Regions from separate parts of the Xenopus laevis genome. Here region 2 is linked to region 1. A link is a contact called in public Hi-C data. All regions are on one chromosome and are shown on one strand. Each heading gives the region's core, a stretch centred on a gene start, on an enhancer-like site or on the middle of the called end of the contact. The rest is flanking DNA. Distances are from core to core; before and after follow the strand shown.

What was found. Hi-C and Micro-C count contacts between places; a contact is called where the count stands out from the background.
Region 2: a Hi-C map of the XL177 cell line shows a contact between it and region 1, with 1.6 times the contacts expected there. The contact joins the enhancer-like site here to the promoter of plxnb2.L in region 1.

What each region holds. Positions count from the first base shown.
Region 1 is chr3L:77,923,698-77,928,150 of Xenopus_laevis_v10.1, forward strand. It overlaps plxnb2.L (plexin-B2), which reads left to right and starts at 1,912. Exons shown (of 41, transcript XM_041586424.1): 1 at 1,912-2,344.
Region 2 is chr3L:77,982,188-77,986,640 of Xenopus_laevis_v10.1, forward strand. The region is part of intron 5 of plxnb2.L (plexin-B2); the gene reads left to right. Among protein-coding and RNA genes, the nearest start is that of plxnb2.L, 59 kb to the left of the region's middle. Within about 2 kb of position 1,779, at least 3 of the 7 cell types and tissues checked have an H3K27ac peak or open chromatin away from gene starts, as enhancers often do.

The sequences.
Region 1 (4,453 bases), core at 662-3,161:
ACAGACATGGGGGGGAGAGACATAATAAACTTCTTGCAGATAGTGGCCTGGCTGGAATTGATCCTCCAGCCCCTTGGTTTCAATACAGCTTGCCCAGTTACCTTTCTAAACGTTCGTATTGTGATTTTGTGAGGTATGTACATTAGTATGGACTTATATATAGTTAATGTGACTTCACATTACAGCATACTGAAACGATATGTATGATATATGATATTTTGTAGCCTGCGCTCCTTCATGATACACTAACAGGGGCGATCCTGGTCATTTTGCCGCCTGAGGCGACCTTCCTTTTACCGCCCCCACCCCTCCTCAAGGCACTCACCATCTTCAGCGCAGGAGGGGGTCGAGGGCGGTCCATGGCTCGCTCGAGGGGTCGGTCCACGTCGCTAGTGCAGAGAGTGCAATTGCGATCTCTGCACTAGAAGAGCCAAATTTCCGGGTTAAAAAGCAGAAATTCGGCTCTTAGTTACCAGGACCGGCATTTTTGCCACCCCTGGCAACCAGTGGGGCGCTGCCGCCTGAGGCGAGTACCTCAACTCGCCTCATTGGTGGAGCGCCCCTGTACACTAAAGTGTTTAAAAGGGGTTGTTCACCTTTGAGATAACTTTTAGTATGATGTAGAGAGTGATATTCTGAGACAATTTGCAATTGGTTTTCATTTTTTATTTGTAGTTTTTGAGTTATTTACCAATCTGGTAACGCGGGTCCAAATTACCCAAGCAACCATGCATTGATTTGAATAAGAGACTGGAATATGAATAGGAGAGGGCCTGAATAGAAGGATTGTTAATAAAAAGTAACAATAACAATTAGGGATGCACAGAATCCAGGATTCGGTTCGGGATTTGACCAGGATTTTGCCTTTTTCAGCAGGATTCGGCCGAATCCTTCTGCCCGGCCGAACCGAATCCGAACCCTAATTTACATATTCAAATTAGGGGCAGGGAGGGAAATCGTGTGACTTTTTGTCACAAAACAAGGAAGTAAAAAGTTTCCCCCTACCCACCCCTAATTTACATATGCAAATTAGGGTTCGGATCCGGTTCGATATTCAGCCGAATCCTTAGCCGAGGGGGTTCGGCCGAATCCAAAATAGTGGATTCGGTGCATCCCTAATAACAATACATGTGTAGCTTTACAGAGCATTTATTTTTTAGAAAGGAGTCAAGCAGGGCCAGGCCAAGGGGTAGGCTGAGTAGGCACGGGCCTAGGGCACAAAGCTGGGGGGGCACCAGGCACGTACCTCCTCTGTCGCCTACCCCCGCCGACTCTCCTACTTTTTTTCTACTTTTTGTGCTCCTGCGCAGACACACTGGAGTCAAGTACACCAATTAAAAGCTGCAAAGAGCCGGAAGAACTTTCAAATATTGATAGCACCAATCTTAGATTTCTTTGCTTAAAATGCCTTTATTGAGACATGGTGGGCTCAGACTAGGGTTGCCACCTTTTCTAGAAAAAAATACCGGCCTTCCTATATATTTATCTTTTTTCCCTATTAATAACATTGGGATCAACCATCATTTTTACAGGCCAGGTCGGTAAAATACCGGCCAGTTGGCAAACCCTAGCTCAGACCACGATACACTTGGCCAGAAGAAAAAAAACAAATAACTATAAAAAAATAAATAATGAAAACCATTTGAAAAGTTTCTTGAAATTAGCCGTTCTATAACAAAATAAAAGTTACCTTAAAGTTGAACCACCCCTTTAAAGACTCCGCGTATGAGCAATTGCTACAGCCTAGTGCACTCATGCATTGTTTTCCAACTAGAACTCAGGGCATGCCGGGTATTGTAGTGCCTAAAGAAGTGAAAATGCAGCTTGTAGTGTAAGTGGCAGCGCAACGCCAGAGTGAGGGCATAGGCTGCTATATTTGGAAGGGCCTATTGTAGCTAGTGACAAGGCATGCTGATGGAATTCCAGCGAAGCCAGTCATAGCCCGTGGCGAATGCCTGGTGGCCAGTGGAATTCCTTTGCACCCCTCCTATAATCCAGCGCCTCTATCACCCCCTCCCATTCCTTCAAAGCTCCCAGGCAGTGTGAAATCTGATCCTCCGCAGCCGGCTCGGAGGGGAGGACTCTCGCTCTCTCCCTGTTATTCTGCCTTTTTTTTCCCTGCTTCCTGTTTCTGGTATTGTGCTGGGAGCGGATGTGCGCAGCGCCCACAGGTGTGTCTCTTCTCGGCGCTCAGTGCTAGGGAGTCGGCTGGGAAGGCTGTGCGCGTCTGATATGGACACAGTGAGGGCCGGGGGGTCGGGGCGCGGAGCTGTACTAGGTTTCTCTCAGCGTCTCCATTGATTCCGGGAAATCGGCGGAGAGCAGAGCCAAGCAGGAGACTTGGGTGAGTTGCTCACAAATGCCGCTCTTATTTTTAGGCTATCTTGTCATAGCACCTGTTGGCTGGAGTGTCGGCCAGCGCTTTGCACCATATTCCCCACTCAGTCACCTTCCTTCCTGCTCATCTGTGCTGCTGAGTTGTACTGCTGCCTGCTTGTCTGGGGTCCTTTGGCTTAGCAACTGGTCTTCCCAAAGTGACCTCTTTAATGGGAACTATTGGCCACCTTTGAGCTTGGGAAGGAGGTGGAGGCAAGAATCGCTCTTCCCTGCAGGGACGTGTGTGAGAGAAGTGCTGCCCGGTCCCTGACTAGTCGCTCCTTTCCCACGGTGACATCCTCGCACCACCTGCCTTGGGAGTTACCTGGTTCATAAAGTCTATTTCAGGAATGTGCTGACACTTCTGCTTTGTTTCAAATAATAGAATTGTTTTACTCTTTAGCTTATGAGCATTTGGGTTTAGGCTTGTTCATATGGGATATTACACGGCTGCTATTGTTTGTACAGAAGACGATTGTTTGGAAGAAACGGCAGCCTGTTGGCTATAACAGCTCTTTCGTTGCATACAGATGCATGCGATCAGACGGCTCGTGTAGGGATCATAGGGGAGTCTGTCTGTAGGCTACATCATGAGATCTTCATTATTACAATCACTGAATTCAAAGCTCATCTGCATATATATACTGCATGTATTTCATTCATATTCATTCTGAGGATGTTTGAAACACTTGCATGTGATGGGTTTATATTGGTAGCTCTTAGAATACATCTCCAGGGTCCCAATGTAGTCCTGCTAGTTGTAGCTTGTTCCTGTTTGGCAGAAGCTACAGCTCAAATTGCTGTCATGGCACTGAGCATTCTAAAGGCTGACCGTAGCTAACCAGTAATCTTTTAGTCTGATGTCCTGGAAAGGGTGGGTACTGATCACTTGATCCACTGCTATTCACATGCCTGCAGATGTTCTGTGCTGGCTAATGGCTAGCAGGATTGTGTTAGGTCTTCTAACATGATGTTGTGGGTGATATGTAGAAGTTATGGTTGATGTTTTTGTTTTTTTTGTTTCTGCAAAATGGTAACCTTTTTTTGTTTTAAACCGGTGGTAACTTGTTGCTTTCAGGCAAATACAGTGAATGGAATTAACAGTAAATATTTGTTTTATTTTTGTTCTAGTTGGAGGGTGGTGACATTTGCTGTCCTATCTTCTTTTCATGGCCCATAAAAGTCCCAAGCAAACTTAAGTGCATAGGGTGTTCCCTATCCTAGGGAATTTATAGATTAGTTTTGTGGCCCTTTACTTGCCTTCTTGATGTGTATATAGTCTGTGCTTCTTGCTAAACAAATGCGTATGTAGTCTCTGACCTAGCACTGGACATCCAAATAGCAAGTTAATGGGGGTGCACAGTGATCTGTATTCTAACCATTTTAGGGCTATCTGATAAATAACTGAAAATGAAGTTAGGCACTTAAATAAAATCCTTTTGGTTAGTGTGTTTCTGCACAGCAGCAGGAAACATGCAATTGCGTCTCGTGCATGGTTCAGCTTTAAGCTCTTGAGAATTAACATATGATATTCAATGTAGAAAACTGTGTAATCTGCAGTATAAATATTCATTTTTTTAGAACACGGTTTACAATGTGTTGTTTGAAGACTTAGAATTAATCAAGCAAAGTGAGCTGGCACAGGGTGACCCGAATAGGCCTTATGGCAGCATTAACAAGATAAAGTAAACACTGAATCGATAGTGCTTTCTTTTAGTTTCATTTTGGGGCTTTGGGTAAGAACAGTAGTTGATCATTAAATAAATGTGGACTTGAAAGTTCTATTTTCAGAAGTTCAGTATCCAAACTGTGAACGAAGGTTTGAACAAAGAACACCATAAATCAGTTCTACAGTTCAGTTACATTTTGTACTAGAGCAGAATTTTAAACCATATTACATAGTGGGGATTTTGTTCTGCTGCCCCTTCTATACACATAATGCATAAGAGCCATATCTGTAATTATGTTTCTTGGTTCTATTAGCAGAAGTATCTTCATCTGCTTATTTCATTCTTACATTCTTATATGCAGTTTATAAATGCGTTCTGAAATAAGGGTTTATAGAATGCTGTAATGT
Region 2 (4,453 bases), core at 529-3,028, 58 kb after region 1:
GACTTGTGCCTGCACTTTAGGAGAGAAATGCTTTCTGGCAGGCTGCTGTTTTTCCTTCTCAATGTAACTGAATGTGTCTCAGTGGGACATAGGTTTTTACTATTGAGTACTGTTCTTAGATCTACCAGGCAGCTATTATCTTGTGTTAGGCAGCTGCTATCTGGTTACCTTCTCATTGTTCTTTTGTTTGGCTGCTGGGGGGAAAAAGGGAGGGGGATGATATCACTCTAAAGGTGGCCATAGACACAAAGATCTGCTCGTTTGGCGACATCGGCAAACGAGCGGATCTTTCCCCGATATGCCATTAACGAGCATGGCTATATCGGGGCGGTAATCGGAACATTCGGTCGTGTGGCTGAACGGTCCGATTACGATGCGGGATTGGTCGGGTCAAAATCAAACCAAACGACCGATCTCCGCCGGACTAAAAGATGTCGGCACTCTCCACACACGATCCGAAAATTGTACGAATCCTCGATAGACAATATGTCTAGCCCCATGTCAGATTTCAAAATTGAATATAAAAACATCTGTTTGCTCTTTTGAGAAATGGATTTCAGTGCAGAATTCTGCTGATTCATTTTGAAAAATTTTTTTTTTTCCCATGACAGTATCCCTTTAAGGGCTGGTTAAGGTGGGGGCAGGTGTCAGATTTCTAGACCCACTAATCACTAGTCAGAACCAAGGAAAGGGTTGAACCAATACTTGAAAAGGCAAGTTAAACAAATATAGGCGCAAATTCGCGGCAAATTTACACGATTTTTTTTTTTTGACGCTGGCGCATTTTTGTTGTTTCACGAATTTCGCAAATTTTACAGCGAACTGAAACGCCCCAAATTCGCCCATCACTAAAAAAACACCCATAAAAGGATTAAAATACCCCCCTACCCCATAACAAATTCATACAAAATGCAGGGGTTTAAAATGAAAACCATTTGGAGCAGTATTAAGAAATACTAAATGTTTTTGTGTGAATAGTATATTAATAGTTTCCAGTTAGAAATATTCATTTTGAGAAATCTTTTTTTCTATACGCCATTGCAAATGTTACATGCAAAGCAGATTGAATCATGAAGCAAAGCAACTGAGACAAGGCTGTGAGAAAGCTATTGTGTGAGCATTTTTAATGTCTTGCATGCAGACTGTTCACATTCCAAAGGTCACATTGTCAGAACATGTTGAAACATGAGCAGTTTCACCATACCTTGAGTTCCAGGAGCTTAAATGGTTGTTGAGAAAACCTCATGGGTTTTGGATTGTTTGGCATCTGTTTTATGTAGGCTCTCCAGCTGCTGCAACTTCTATCTAAACATGCACTGCAAGACACATTGCCCAAATTTGGGGCAGTGTGGATCCATAAATGAAGTGCTGTGAAATTCTTAACAGTTGCCAGATACTGACCCCCACACACCTTGTGTTTTTATTTGGTGCTTGTTTTTATATAACATTAACATTATTTGAATTAGAATGCTTTGTAAAAATAATTTGCATATAAATGCTTCTATTGTAACTACGGTTAGAATCTGTCTGAGCTGCACATCACAGAATTGACTGTTGTAAATTTTAGGGTCTGGCCAAACAAACCGTTTCAGGGAGATAAGTCACCCCAGTGGCAAATCTCCTCTTCTTTGGGGCGACAATCTCCCCGAACTGCCTCCCCCGGCTAAAATGAAACTTGTCTGGGGGAAGGCACGTGCACAATTTAGCCGGCGGAGGGCATGGGGAAGGCAGTTCAGGGAGATTGTCGTCCCAAAGAATAGATTTGTCGCTGGGGCAACTAATCTCTCCAAATCTGCTTGTGTGGCCTTACCCTAACAGTACTCTTGCTGGCTACTCTGAGCTATTCTATTGTAGACTTTTTAGTTCATTGCGTGAACATTGCAGTTCCTCCTATATGCTGCTCAATGTAAGTTGCTGCTCACTGGAGCGAGCTACTGCACATAGGGTTGTATCAAACATAATCATATTTTTCATTATTTTGTTGCTGCTTGATGCTTTAAAAACTGCTCTGTTATTTTGTCTTTGGTTTTTACTCAGAGCAATTTGCATTTTTACTTTGCAGACTCAATTTACTGTCTGTATAAGTTAATTGACAGTGACGTCTTTCGAAGAGCTTAATTTTGTGCTAGAAATATTTCATAATTGTACTCTACTTTTACCCCTGCTGATTGAGTTGTTTTTTCTTTTTTTCCTTTCCATCAATCAACATTTCCCAACAGTAGAAAAGCTTGGGTACTTATCATGCATAGGCATGGGCCCATCCGTGCAGAAAGTTGGCAGGATCTAAAGAGTTGATGTAGCTTTCACCGACTGTAAATTACATTCATGTACTTATCAAACAGGTTTTGTGTAAGAATAACCTATTATTCCAGTGGCATGGCTTCATTTCAATTGAATATATGCATTTACACAGCTTTATCCCTGCAATCATAAGCAGTCTATATTACATTGATATATAATTGATATATAATTGTAAACCAGCAATACTTTTTACATTGTGCAATTTGCTTCAAATCAGTAATTGCTCATATCACTGCTCATACATCTGATAAAAATTCTTATGGGTCTGACCCAATGTCCAGTTATGGTGGATCACTCACAGAATGGCAAGAATTGCAAGTAGGCCCATACATCTGGATTGATGGACAGGGTGGCCAATTTTGGCCTCTCTGCTTTGGTTTTATTGCACCAGAGATTGATTGGCTACATCTAGGGGCAGATTTAGCAAAAGATAAGTTTATAGCTTACCACTGAAAAAGTCATCCACTTTTTACTCATTCCTGTGGGATTGCTATACGCATTTTTATCAAATAGTGAACTCTTTGAAAAGTGGGTGAATTTTTCTGTGTTAAGGTCAAATCTCACATTTTGGTATATCTGCTCCTTACTGTTTTGAAGGTTACGCATGCAAATTTGGAAATTTACAGGTAGTGTGTGCAAGCTATTCTGCAGTATCTCTTGGCAATACAAGTACTACAAAAATAACAAGTTGTTTGTATATTGGCCTAAATTGTATAGCTCTAGCTGTAACATGTCCACTACTTAAATTAAGACTAAAGATCATATTCTTCTCTTGTGATTAAAATTGTATTTCTATTGTATAATAAGAACGACTTTTGTGTTTACGTACCCTATAAAAAAACATTCTTTGTTGTTTCTTTTTGTACCCTATAAGAACACTTTGCTGCCATTGGGTTCCCTATTTGATTTTCATGTCAATTGATAATTTAGCATGTTACAGAAATACCTTTCTCAAAATGTAGCATTTTACAGAAATAACTTTCTCTCTGCCTGCTTCTACATCCAGCACTTCCTTTGCAGACCTTCCTTCTCGTTTGCTCGCAGGAGTAAGGACCTCTCCTGCACAGAACACAGAGCAAGCTAATGCTCTGTAAGTAGCACAGAGAATGGGAAAGGTATACACAATCTCCCTACAATTATAACTATACTTCCTTAAGTAGTCATAGTTCTGACTACGTAAATGGTCATTCTGGCACAGTACAGTACCTTGCACAAGAAAATACTATCCTTCTGTTTCTTTGGTTGGAATTCGTTACATGAATGAATAAAAAAACACAGTGTGGCTCCATATGAAAACATTTTGTATGGTCTCCTGTTAAGAAAACTCAAGACTTTAAAATAGATATGTTTTTTCACTCTGTAATACCAAGCTAAAGGTCCTTTATTGCAATTTGTGTGTGTTCAAACTTATTTTTTTTTTTAATTGTTGTTATAATTATCTAGAGAAATGTTGAGAACATGGATACGATCATTACTGAATGTATGCAGTATATTTATGCATTGTAGTTATACAGTATACTTGATTGGTAGATGAACACATGCACATATCCGCTAATTTCATGCAAAAGGATATTACATCTTGCATTAACTTGAAACCTTGTCATTTAGTTTGTTACATGAATTTTTACTTTGTCTAAGTTGGTATTGTCTTGGCCACTAGACAATTATTATACAAATTATGCTTGCTGTTTTCTGCAGAAGCATACAGGTGATATTTGAATGCCATCTGCAACAATTTATAAGTGTGCCTTAAAATCCTGTATGCTTTTGACAAAAAATTGTAGTTCGAAAGGGGTTGTAAAACACCCCCCAATGTGGGTATGTGTGGTATTCGTGTAATTAGGTGTTTCCTTTGCTTTTTTGTCTGTGTCCTCTAATTATTTATCAGAAGAAAACAGGCTAGCACTATCATCTAAACATATGAGGTTGAACATATGAAGATGTCACCAACATTAGACTTTGTTGTCAGGAAGGCCTATAGTAATAATTTGTGCTTTCTGGCACTCCTTTTGTGGCCAAAATATGTAATCTGTGCCATAAGATATATGTTTACATGTAAGCGTAAATTCACATTCTGGCAAAAAAAATAGATTTCTGCATTAAATATGAGGAGAGAGCAGCTAAAGAAATTAAATCATTCTTTTAAAAACAG